Regions from separate parts of the Mus musculus genome. Here region 2 is linked to region 1. Evidence: chromatin contacts called from public promoter capture Hi-C data. All regions are on one chromosome and are shown on one strand. Each heading gives the region's core, a stretch centred on a gene start, on an enhancer-like site or on the middle of the called end of the contact. The rest is flanking DNA. Distances are from core to core; before and after follow the strand shown. Region 1 holds the start of Ppl (periplakin). Region 2 holds the start of Alg1 (asparagine-linked glycosylation 1 (beta-1,4-mannosyltransferase)).

Region 1 (5,826 bases), core at 1,739-4,238:
TATGCTACCATTCCTGGATCTGTATGTAAGTAAGATTCCTCGAGCGATTGTGGAGCCATATAGGAGATGAGAGAGGGTCTAGCCCACAAGAGAATGGCCCTGGGCCTCCACCCTGGGAGAAGAAGGTTCCATCCTGGTCCTGTAAGCAGGGCCCTCTGTTCCCGGATTGAGAGAATGCTGTTCTTCCTGTTTCAAACTGGTTCAAAGTGAGGGAGCCTGGAGTGTACATTCCTCTCCAACTTCTGGGGAAATGTTGAGCACAGAGAGGGTGTGGGTGACCCTTGCAACAATGAAACAGAGCCCTCATTCCAGCTTTGGAAAGAAACAGGTATGGGAGGCCAAGGGTCACTGGTTGCTGGGCACTGCACAGCCCTGCAGGTGCCGCCTCAATGATGTTCAACCATCCTGGAACAAGTACCTACGCAATCCTCCTGCTGGCCTCCCCGCCCCCGCCACAGCAGAGGGGATGAGTCACTTGGCAGAAGACAGCTTGGCAGTGCCGAACTAACCCCATCTGGCCCCCCAGAGGGTGTACGAGTGAGGGCAGATCTCCCGCCCCATCCTGCCTGCCCACAGCTGTGTGTGGAACACATGTGCATACACACGTGCACATGTACCCATGCATGCACACACAGCTGCACCAGCCCTGGGCTGACTATCTTAGAACATGGAGTGAGAACGTGGATGAGGGCCAAGTGGAATTCCTGCCCTAATCTGTTAATTCCCTCCAACACTCCTGGCCGGGCCCAGCAGAGTCAGTGGGCACCAAGCCAGTTGCCCTGAGCCTGGGAGCGGATGCTACGGTAGGTAGAGATAGGGATGTCCAGAGTTCGGGCTTTACAGCTGGTGGCCACAGACCAGTCAGGCACTGTGGCTTTCAGAATATGGCTCCCTTCCCACAAGAAAAGGCCAAGATATCAAGTGCCTCCGAGCAAGGCAGCTGAGGGGCTTCACCTCACAGAGAGCACTTGGACCCTAAGATTCCATCAGTGTGGTTATCCTGCAATGCCCCGAGCTGACTGGCCTGGAGCTCCTGATCCAGGCCACTTCCCCAACACCACTTCACAGCCACCCTGGAGTTGCTGAGAGAAGGATCTGAGTGTTTGTGGTTTTAGAGCTGTCCCCAGCATCCAATGACATCCCTGTTGTCACTGAGCTCTGTCACAATGGGGCTGTGCTAGAGGCTCACTAGGAAGGATCTCATCCCTTGGTGATGACTCTGCCTTTTATATCCACTTCACAGATGGGAAAAACTGAGGCCAGAGAAGCAAAAGGACTCACTGTCCCCCACAGTTGAAAAGAGACCAAGTAAAGATCCGAACACCAGTCTATCCTGGCTACCCGCCCCACTTCCTCAGTGAAGAGTCTCATTCTTCCTCAGTGGGTCAAGGCTAACAGTTTCGCATGGATCCTTCCAGAAGCCTTCTATGTATACAAAGCATACTGTACAGGTATTCCTGCCCACCAACTCCCGGGCACTGAATATCTTTTCTTAACCTCCAAAGTTATTTACATTTATTTATTTATTTCCACTGCTCGGCCATTTACATTTTATAACATATATATATATATATATATATATATATGTGTGTGTGTGTGTGTGTGTGTGTGTGTGTGTGTGTGTGTGTGTGTGTGTGTGTGGTATGTGCATGTGTGTGTGTGGTGTGTGTGGTGTGTGCATGGTGTGTGCACATGAAAGTGGGCACCTGGGGAGCCCAGAGGAAGTCATTGAATCCCCTGGTGCTACATCTGCCTAACAGGTTCTGGGAACTAACAGGGCCCTCTCAAGAGCAGTGCGTTCTCTTAGCTACTGAGCCCCCCAGCCCTGAACACCAACCTCCTTATTCTAATCCTGTGGGACAGAGACTGGAGTCAGACAGCTGAGCTTGGATCCCCAGTCTCTTGACAGTGTGAGCAAGTCCCACAGTGACTGTCCCTTTCCATTCTCAAGATCTCATCTCCCCTACTTGAACTGTAAGCTCTTTGGCTGTCACCAGAGTCTCTGCAGCTCACCTCTCCCCATGAGCTCCCACCCACCCCCACCCCCACCCCAGGGTAGCACTGAGTTCTCTCAGCTGTCTCTCTTTCACTCTAGCTCTTACCCAGAGTGTTTTCCATTAGCCAACAAAACCAGGGCTGCGTCCCTTATGGCAGCTCATGAGTGTGAGATGTGGGTACAGATCTGAATGGGTAAAGCTCCACGTTTCCCACAGCCCCCAGCCCAGCCTCACTCCGGGACATGCGGGCAGGACTATGCAACATTGCTGTTTCTCAGCCAGAACTAGTTTCTATGATCCACCATTAAGTCTCTATCATACCAGGCCCGGGGTTATGAACGTTTCAAGGGATAGTTATGTCCTCCCCGGCTGTTTCCCTGCCTGTTGGAGTGCCACTGTGTGCCAAGCTCTTTGGTGAATTAGCTACAGGAATCTCCTATAGCCCTTCTGGATGTGGGTCGTCGTTAATCTTCTCTTGGCCAAGGAGGAAACTGAGGCAGTAAGTAAAACAACTCTCAGAGAAGTCCTAACTGACCATAGGTGGCCACAAGAATCCAATTCAGTAGCGTGCTATGGCTGTGGCCATCGCCAGTCCCGCTGAGTGTGATTTGTTGACATTGCAGGGAGCAGAGACCCCACTTCCACCTCGGGTCTCCCACACCTGTCTGAGGTTCCACCTGTGGCTCATCACAAGAGGAGTGTCATGGTGTTTTGGGATTGCCCAGGTAAACCCTTCAGCCAGAGGGCGCGCCAGGCTCTATGTGCACGATGGGCGCGGCCTAGCGCAGGTGGCCTAGTCGTCCAGGTTCTGGCGACAGGCTGCGCAGCCTCTGCAGTAACAGGCAACAGGGGCGGTGTCCGGCGGGGACCCAGGGAGCGCGTCCGAAGCCCCGCCTGCAAGGTAAGCGCCACCTTCCCGGGGTGCGGCAGGCAAGCAAGTGGCCGGCGATCGCCCCGCCCTGTTCCTGTAGTGACCCAGAGCCGCGGCCCTCCGCACACGGGGCTCTGCGCGCCGCTGCCGCTGCCGCCTCCGCCTCCGCCGCCTTCTTTCACCTGCGCCCGCCGCCCGCTTTCGGTGCGCGCCGGGTCCGTCGCCGCGTTCCAGGTCCCTCTGTCCCAAGCGCCACCATGCACTCGCTCTTCAGGAAGAGAAACAAAGGCAAATACAGCCCAACGGTGCAGACGCGGAGGTGAGGGGGCGTCCTGGGTTAGGATGAGGGAGACCTAGGGCTGAGCCAGGAGTGGGGATGCGTGGGCAGGCTGTGCGGAGGTTCCTCTATAACTGGAAAGTTCTGCCCTGCTGGGAAGGGGCACCAAGAGTGACAGGAGGGACTCTAGAGCCCCATGATGCGCTACTTTGGGGGCCTAGATGGTGGGGACTTGAGTAAGGAGTACAAGGTTGTCCTGAAGCTGGAATCTCGGTCATGAAACGTTGTGTTTCCACCCTGGGACTCGGAAAATAAGTTGTGTGTAGGGTGATCTCCTGCGGGAATTGTAGACCGTGCAGGTGCTGCTGCTGGCGTTGGGTTGTGAGATCTGGTGGCTCCGAGGGTGAGCCACCTGTCCCCGGCTGCACCTGCCTGCCAGCGCTGGAGCACTCGGAGGCCGGAGGCCGCGGTGGGTCCTGGGGCCCCGGGGGACATGCTAAGGCAATCTCAGGCTCTCTAGACTCCCGCTCGGCCCGGCTGGGTGGGGACAGACCAATTTTTCACTGCGTGATTTCTCAGGGGTGTGGCTCCTGGCGCTTCCCCACCCCCCTATCCCCGAAACTGGCCGCGTCTGCGATCTCTGAGTTCTCAGGGCCGCCTGAGAAGCGAATGACATGTCTTGATGTGTCTGGATGGAGAGACAGCCCACGTCGGTTTTGATAAGCCTAATGTATTCATTCGGTTAATAACCGGTTTGGGGGAGACTGGTAATGTTGCTGAGATTGAGGGAGGGGTGGAATTCGTTCCTCTGCCTTGGCATCCCTCTAGAGGAAGTGGGGGTGGTCCCTCCAAATAACTTTAGGCAGATGAGAAGTGGCAAGCACTCACCTGGCTCAGCACCTAGCTGGGCTCCTTCACTGGCCCATGAACAGTTCCTCCCCACTCCCCAGATTCCAGATGGAGGCAAGACAAGAGATTCTGGCCCCGGAGCTTTCCCACTGACTGTTGTTCTGCCTTTCAACCCAGACCCACCTACTGAGACGGGTGCCCTGGGCACTGCAGCCTGGAGTGTGGCCTGGGTATTCTTATGTTTTCTGAAAGTCTGCTTTCCTGTAGTCCCGCTGACAGGGCTGTTTGATGCTCAGCGTAGTTTCTTCCCTTGTTCTACGGTCCCCTCCCCTCTCGTTTCTTCTCCTCATCAACTCTGTCTTTCAGTCTTTCACAACCCCAGAGGCTGGGCAGGGCCCTTCGTACTGTTCCTCTGTGGCTGATCCAGCTGGCTGTCAGAGCCAGTTGGGGTCCTATCCAGTCCTTGGGCTGCTCTCTTGAGTATTGCACAATCGGACACACTCTGTGCCAGCCCCACAAGGGGTCAGGCCCCTGTAGTCCTCACCAGGAGGAGAGTCACACATCCCAGGAGCTGGGCCAAGTCCCACCCCTACACTGCAGCCCTCCAGCCTGGAGTGCCTGGGCTTGGACCTAACAGCAAAGGCATGGCAGCCCAGAAGGGAAGGGAAGAAGGATCTCCATCCTTCTCAGCCACAGGGACTCTGAGAACCTGCTGGTTAGGTACCAGAGTCCTACCTGCCTCCTGGCTTTAGTCCTTGGCTGGCAGCTTTTGACAGCTTTGGCCATGCGCCTCTTGTGGTCACCCAGCCCTGAGACTAGACACTTTTCTTCATGGTTTCCTAGCTCAGGGTACCCACTGTCCCCATGCCCTGGCTAGTGCTTCTCTCTCTCTCCCTCTCTCTCTCTCTCTCTCTCTCTCTCTCTCTCTCTCTCTCTCTCTCTCTCTCTCTGTCTCTGGACAGGCTTTTTGCTGTGTAGCTCAGGTTTGCCTTGAAACCACTGTATAACTCAGCCTAGCCTTACACTCCATCCTCCTGCCTCAGTCTCACAGAGCTGGGGATTACAAGAAACTCGGCAGTACTGGCTCGTGCCCAGCCAGCCTTGTAGCAAGCACAGTGTGTGTGTGTGTGTGTGTGTGTGTGTGTGTGTGTGTGTGTGTGTGTGTGTGTGTGTGTGTTCTTACTGTTCTCAATTATGATTGCTGGTCATAGGGAGTGACCCATAGTTATCCCTGCAATCTGAGGGAAGGAGACAGTAGGAGAAGATGGGGAGGAACTCAGGTCCAGGGAACAGAAGCCTTGCTGCTCATCCTGGTTTTGCTACACTGGTGCGAAGCTCTGAGCCTCAGTTTCCCTGCCTGCTAAGTATTTCAGTAGAATAAAGGGCTGGGAAAGCAAAGTCTCAATGTACCAGAAGTACCCGAACAAGAGTTATTAGTGCCTTCCCAAGCTCAGGAGACCCAGCAGCCCTGAGTCAGGACCTTTATGCCCAGGCAGCCAAGGACTTGGACAACACAAATCCCTGTCAGAGAACAGAGGTGCCCCTCCCTGTTTGTCTGCCTTTTAGCAGATGACATGGGTTGAGGGGTTCTGGGCAGGGTGTGAACCCTGATGCTCCTGTCACCCTGGTTCCTAATGACAGGTGTGGAAGTTGGTGTTCACACCTGAGCTAATGACAGGGTCAGGCTTGCTGGTGCAGGTCACTGTGGATAGCATCTAGACTAAGAGGAAGGTACTGTAGAGTACAAGCTCACACTCCGTTGGCTGTGCAACTTTAGTGGGGGTTCTTGACCTCTCTGAGCCACTTTCTCACCTGGAATGGGGATAACAGTG
Region 2 (5,826 bases), core at 918-3,417, 100 kb before region 1:
GTCAGTCATCCCTCTGTACCGGTTTCCCCTCCAAGTGCTCCCTCCTGGTCTCATCTTTTTTTTTTCTTTAGTGACTGAGTTTAACTACAGTTGCTTATAATAACCTAAGTGAGAGGTTGTTTATTGAAGAATGGGCCATTTATTAGTGGATACACTGGAGAAGAAAAATAACCTCCACCCCCAACAACCATTAACTGCCAACAGCTCCTTAGCTAGGGACGGCTCCCCTGTGAATCCACCCCCCTCCCCCCGCCCATGCTACAGTGTTGGCAGCCTTGCCCCGGTCTTGTATAGCTGCAAGTTCACGAGTGCAGCAGCCCTCCCCATGTTTTTATAGGCTATGCACACAGAAGTATTAAATACATTTAATAATTTGTTCATTTTGTATGTGGGCTGGAAATCAAATCCAAGACCTCACTGAGCCACACCCACAACCCGATGTGTGCATGTTTAAAAGACCAGCAAGAGACCTGCTATGATAATGGTGATTCTCACAGAAGGAAAGAGCAGCTGGCACATACCTGGAGGAAGATGTAGGCTGCAGGGTCCATGCGCATCATCTTCCACAGCAAGTACACTGCCTGAAATACAACCTTGACTCCATACTGGAGAATTCGGGGCCCAGCTGCAAGTCAGAAAACATCTGTCTCTACAAAAGAGCTCTTGGCACTGAGAGTCCCTTCATCTTCCCAATACGCAACCATCCCTACCCCTAGTCAAGAACCTGGAGTTGACTGGTCCTACCTCCCAGGCCCCGCAGATCTGTCAACTTCACAATCCGAATCCTATCATTCTGCAAGAGTTCATCTCGAGGTTTGGAGTCTGCAAATGCAAATGAGCCCTTTCAGGTATCAGAAATAGCCAGTTACAGTCAGCTGGGTGTGTTCCTTCACATCTGTAATTCCAGTACTTGGAAGGATAAGGCAGGATAAAGTGTTCAAAGCCAGCATGTGCTACAAAGCATGCCCATCTCAAGTAAACAAGGTGGAAGGAAAATAACACCTATCAAAACCTCACAGGTCCCCAGTACCCAGAATAGAAAATGAGGTCACTTTGTGTTCTTCTATAGAATACCCTCGAAGGGCATTCATCATACCTACTTAATTTAACCTGATGACTGGCATGCAATAGGGACCCAATTTAACTGATAAAGAGTAGAACTCCTGGATGGCAGTCTGCCCTAGGATAGCACTCCACACGGGGACCAATAAGGGCTATTTCCACTTTCCCTTAGATAGAGCTGGGCCACCCCCAAGTTCGCAGATCCAATTTGAGGTGCCCAGCACGTGTTCGAGGATAGTTATGAATGTCCCCAACATGCTAGCAGATTTCATATGACTGTGTCAAAAGGTTGGATACCTGAGGGGCTACTAAAGTGCATGCCTTTAATCCCAACACTCTAAAGGCAGTAGCAAGTGGATCTCTGTGAGTTCAAGGACACTCTGGCCTACATAGTGAGATCCAAACCAGCTAGAGGCTGCATAGTAAGAGTGAACCCCTGAAAAATCATCCACGTGGACATGATGAGGGAGTGGACACCTCTGCCTACACCTTAGGGGACAAGAGAACCATCCACAGCAAGAAAAGCTCTGCGGCTGGACAAGGGATGTGAAGAAACATTCAGCCTGCCAACTCAGTGACAAAGGCAGCATGAGGAAGTGGTGACCAGCACTAAGGTCTCACACACCAGGGTTGCAGCCTGTCTGTGCACTACCTAAACAAAGCAAGTGACAGACACTTTTGCAACCGATCTATTTGTAGTCCTCACGTATGGTAAACGGCGACTGACGCCCGCTGCTCCCAGACACCAGAAAACAGCGGTCCAGACCAGAACAGGCAGGAGAGGAGCACAGCTGCTCCCGCCTCTGTCCCAAAACAGGGAGAGTCAAGGCTCCTGATTGAGCCTCCCTCTCAGGTCCCCGCCACTCACTGTAGAACCCCAGCAGCGTCACCGAAAAGCCGCTCTGGGCCAATGACAGCGCGTGGTACTGCATGCGGGGGCTGCGGCCCACGTCGCCCAGCACCACGACGACCATGTGCCGGGCCCTGCCCGTTTGCCGCCCACGCTTCCACAAGCCCAGCAGCAGCACCAGCAACAGCAGCGCCAGAACCAGCAGCGCCACGCAGGACGCTGCCATCTTGGCCGGCCGGCGCCGAGCACGTGACCGGGCCCGGAAGCCTCGCTATGCGCAAGCGCACACCCCAGACCCTGCCCAGGGGGAGGTGATTATGAAATCGCCTCTTTACGAAGGAGGAGGCGGAGCCTTGGATAAGGCGAGGTCTGGGAGAAAAGGAAAGAGAATTTGGAAGATGGGGGCGGGCTCTGAACGGGGGGGCGGGGCCTGGAAAGGGTAGGAGGCCTTTGAAGAGTTACTTAAGGAGCCCAAGAATGGACTTAGCCATGCCAAGTTCTCTGAAGTGTGTTTTCCCCTGTGAAAGTAAAGCTGTACCTTTATTGGAGTCTAAGAACTTCTTTTAAAGACCGCTAAGATAAATTTCAAACTATAATAATGATGATAATGATTACCTGCTGCTAGAGTACACTTCTCAGCTTCCCTTACGGACTGTGAAGTCATTTCTACCCCTATAGGAGGCCATATCTCATCTTCTGTGAGTATCTTAGCCATCTACACAAAAATGTACCCTCACCGTACATGAACTTGTCTCGGCTATGATCAGACCCAGCCTCTTTTATCTACTCTCTCAGTAGCTGCCTTTAATAATCTAACAAGAGAGATTAAATTTTAGATGAGAGGCTGATGAGTTTTCTTCAGGTAAAGGTGTTTGATGCTAAAGTAGGGTACCATCTCAGGAAGGAGAGAATCAACTCTCTACATCCTCTGACTTCCACGCTCCTGCTGTGACACACACAGCACCTCCCTTGTACACTAAATAAATAAAAACAATTTGGATGAATTTCCTAGTTTTGTTGAGGAAAGAGGCCATTCCCTGAGAAGTGAATGTATAAACAAGATCATGGCTACACATGGAAACCGATCTTTGTTGGTAGAAGGCAAGAGACCATAGGGCCTCTGGCTCTTTAGCAGAGGTGCCTTCCAGTGAGAAAATTTATTAAGCAAAATGTTTATCTCTTCATTTGTTAAGATGCATGCACATTGAATACAACAATTCAAATACAAAAGAGAGGAAGCAGGCATAGTATAGCCTGTAATTCTGGCACTGTGGAGGAGAAGCCAAGGTCATCCTCGACTCCATAGAGAGTTCAAGACCTGCCTGGGCAGCTTATGACAAGAACTCAAAAAAATAAGGGGCTGGATAAATGACTCAGCAGTTAAGAGCTCTTACTTGCAATCATGACAGGAGTTCAAATCCTGACACCCATGTAACAAGCTGGATGTCACCACAAAACCTATAATCTCAGCTGTGAGGGGCAGAAACAGAAAGCTCACTAAAGCTTGTTGGCTTTCAGCTTATAAGGAGAAAAAGGAGACTCAAGTTTAGGGAGAGACGAATAGACAATGGGTTATAGAGAAAGAAAGGAAGGGAAAGAAGGAAGGGAGGGAGGAAGGGAGGGAGGGAGGGAAGAAGGAAGGAAGGAAGGAAGGAAGGAAGGAAGGAAGGAAGGAAGGAAGGAAGGGAGAACTTTTTAAGTATGGGCAATAAAGGGAGAAAGAAAGAGATGCATAAGATAATGATAGTGGCATGAACTCTAGAGTTCCTGACTTTGCCAGCTAGAAAAGTACTGCTGTGTGGGGAGCTTTGGGGGCTGCATGGCAGGAATCTGACATTGGCCAAGGACAAGGAAATGGGCTTGGGGCAGGAATCTGACATTAGGCCATGACAAGGAAGTAAGTTCAGGCAGGAATTTTTTTTATTAGATATTTTCTTTATTTACATTTCAAATGCTATCCCGAAAGTTCCCTGTACCCTCCCCAGTCCTGCTCCCCTACCCACCCACTCCCACTTCTTGGCCCTGGTAGTCCCCTGTACTGGGGCATATAAAGTTTGCAAGACCAAAGGACCTCTCTTCCCAATGATGGCCGACTAGGCCATCTTCTGCTACATATGCAGCTAGAGACATAGCTCTGGGGTTACTGGTTAGTTCATATTGTTGCTCCACCTATCCGATTGCAGATCCCTTCAGCTCCTTGGGTACTTTCTCTAGCTCCTCCATTGGGGGCCCTGTGTTCCATCCAATAGATGACTGTGAGCATCCACTTCTGTATTTGCCAGGCACTGGCATAGCCTCACATGAGACAGCTATATCAGAATTCAGGCAGGAATCTTAATTTTAGGGTGGAACAAAAGAAGTAGGCTTCAGACAAGAATCTGATTTTGGGCTTGGACAAGGAAGTAGGCTCAGATATTTTGATCAAGCTGGCAAGCCCTTAGAAACAGTGATCCCTGGAATGATCAACCACGGGACTTTGCTTATTGCCTTGCTTTTTCCTTGACTATTTGTGCTTATTGTCCTTACTACTTGCATGTAATTAAAATAGTATAAAATCGGATTGGGAAAAAATAAACCTGCCTTAAGTCTCAGAATTGACTTGGGTCATGCTGCAGTATTGTCTAATCGTCTCTTTCTTTTCAATCCTCGCTCCTGCACTAGAGAACCTGTTGACTGACTGAGCAGGCTTGGTCACTGCTGTGAGAATTGTAGACTCTCACTTTATAATAAGAGCACTGGAGACTTGTGGGCCTGTGTACTGGAGGCTTTCCATGGAGATCTCTGGCCCAGCTGGGTGCGAGGGTTCAGGCAAAGGGGAGCAAGTGTGAGCAGGAAGGAGGAGTCTTCTCTGTCACCTCTGGTGCTGCAGCTGGCTCCACCTCTGTTGCATCTCAATTACTCCATGTCACCCAGCACTGAGCTGGGCCAGGCTGGGCCAATGAGAGGCCAACTAGCCAGCGGGGAGCTTCAGGTGGCTCTTCTGGAGAGCAGACCTCTTCCCAAGCGGCAGTGTTACAGCTCTTATGACTGAAGCTCTCAGACAATGGAGTAGTTCTCACACACCTTTATTCCTCCTGGATAGGATTCTTATATACAATTTTGGGGTGGGCCAGGGTCTGACAGCAGGTACTTCTCATAGGCTTGGTCTGAGAGCTTAGAGATACCTTATCTGCATGTGGGAGGGCTTGGTGCTGCTCCTGTGTGACTGATAGCCACAGACCTCTCTTGGGGGGGGGGGTAGCTACATGACAGGAGACAGGCGCCCTAAGGGGCATAGCCAAACGCCTGCCATTCCTTGCAGGAGACAGTCACCAGCTGGGTCATAGGGTTTTAAGCCTGAGCTCAACCAGGGACCAAGCTGCCTATCACAGCTCACCACCCCACAGAGACTTAAAAATAGCAAGAGCACAGTGGCTTATGGCTCTGCAAAACTGGACATACTCATCCAAGAATGGTGGCATGATGACTGAATAGGGAAAAAAGTTTTTATACTCCCAATAATGCAAGTCTGGTCCTCCCTCGGGTAGTTTGAGTAAGAATGACCCCCATAAGCTCATCTATTTGAATGCTCAGGCATCAGGAAGTGGCACTACTTGAGAAGGATTAGGAGGTGTTAGAGGAAGTGTGTCACTGGAGGTGGGCTTAAAGGTTTCAGAAGCCGAGACAGGCCCGGTGACTCTCTCTTCTTGCTGCCTGTGGATCCAGATGTAGAACTCTGTTACTCCAGCACCATGTCTGCCTGCATGTCATCATACTCCCTCTGACATGATAATGGACTGAGCCTCTGAAACTGTAAGCAAACCTCAATTAAATGCTTTCTTTATCAGAGTTGCAATGGTCATGGTGCCTCTTCACAGCATCAGAACACTAAAAAAGACAGAAGTTGGTACCAGGAGTAGGGTATTGATGTGACA

Evidence for each region. Capture Hi-C pulls out chosen DNA fragments and counts their contacts.
Region 2: a contact with region 1 is called in a promoter capture Hi-C map of adipose tissue. The contact joins the promoter of Alg1 here to the promoter of Ppl in region 1. A contact is called at or near these places in 1 of 484 Hi-C or Micro-C datasets (embryonic stem cells), 1 of 115 datasets of contacts at active chromatin or transcription factors (pancreatic cancer cells) and 3 of 9 other capture datasets (adipose tissue, liver and pancreatic islet).

Annotation. Positions count from the first base shown.
Region 1 is chr16:5,129,643-5,135,468 of GRCm38.p6, reverse strand. It overlaps Ppl (periplakin), which reads left to right and starts at 2,988. Exons shown (of 22, transcript NM_008909.2): 1 at 2,988-3,187. The coding sequence starts at 3,126.
Region 2 is chr16:5,229,962-5,235,787 of GRCm38.p6, reverse strand. It overlaps Alg1 (asparagine-linked glycosylation 1 (beta-1,4-mannosyltransferase)), which reads right to left and starts at 2,167. Exons shown (of 13, transcript NM_145362.2): 1 at 1,931-2,167; 2 at 745-822; 3 at 522-625. The coding sequence starts at 2,138.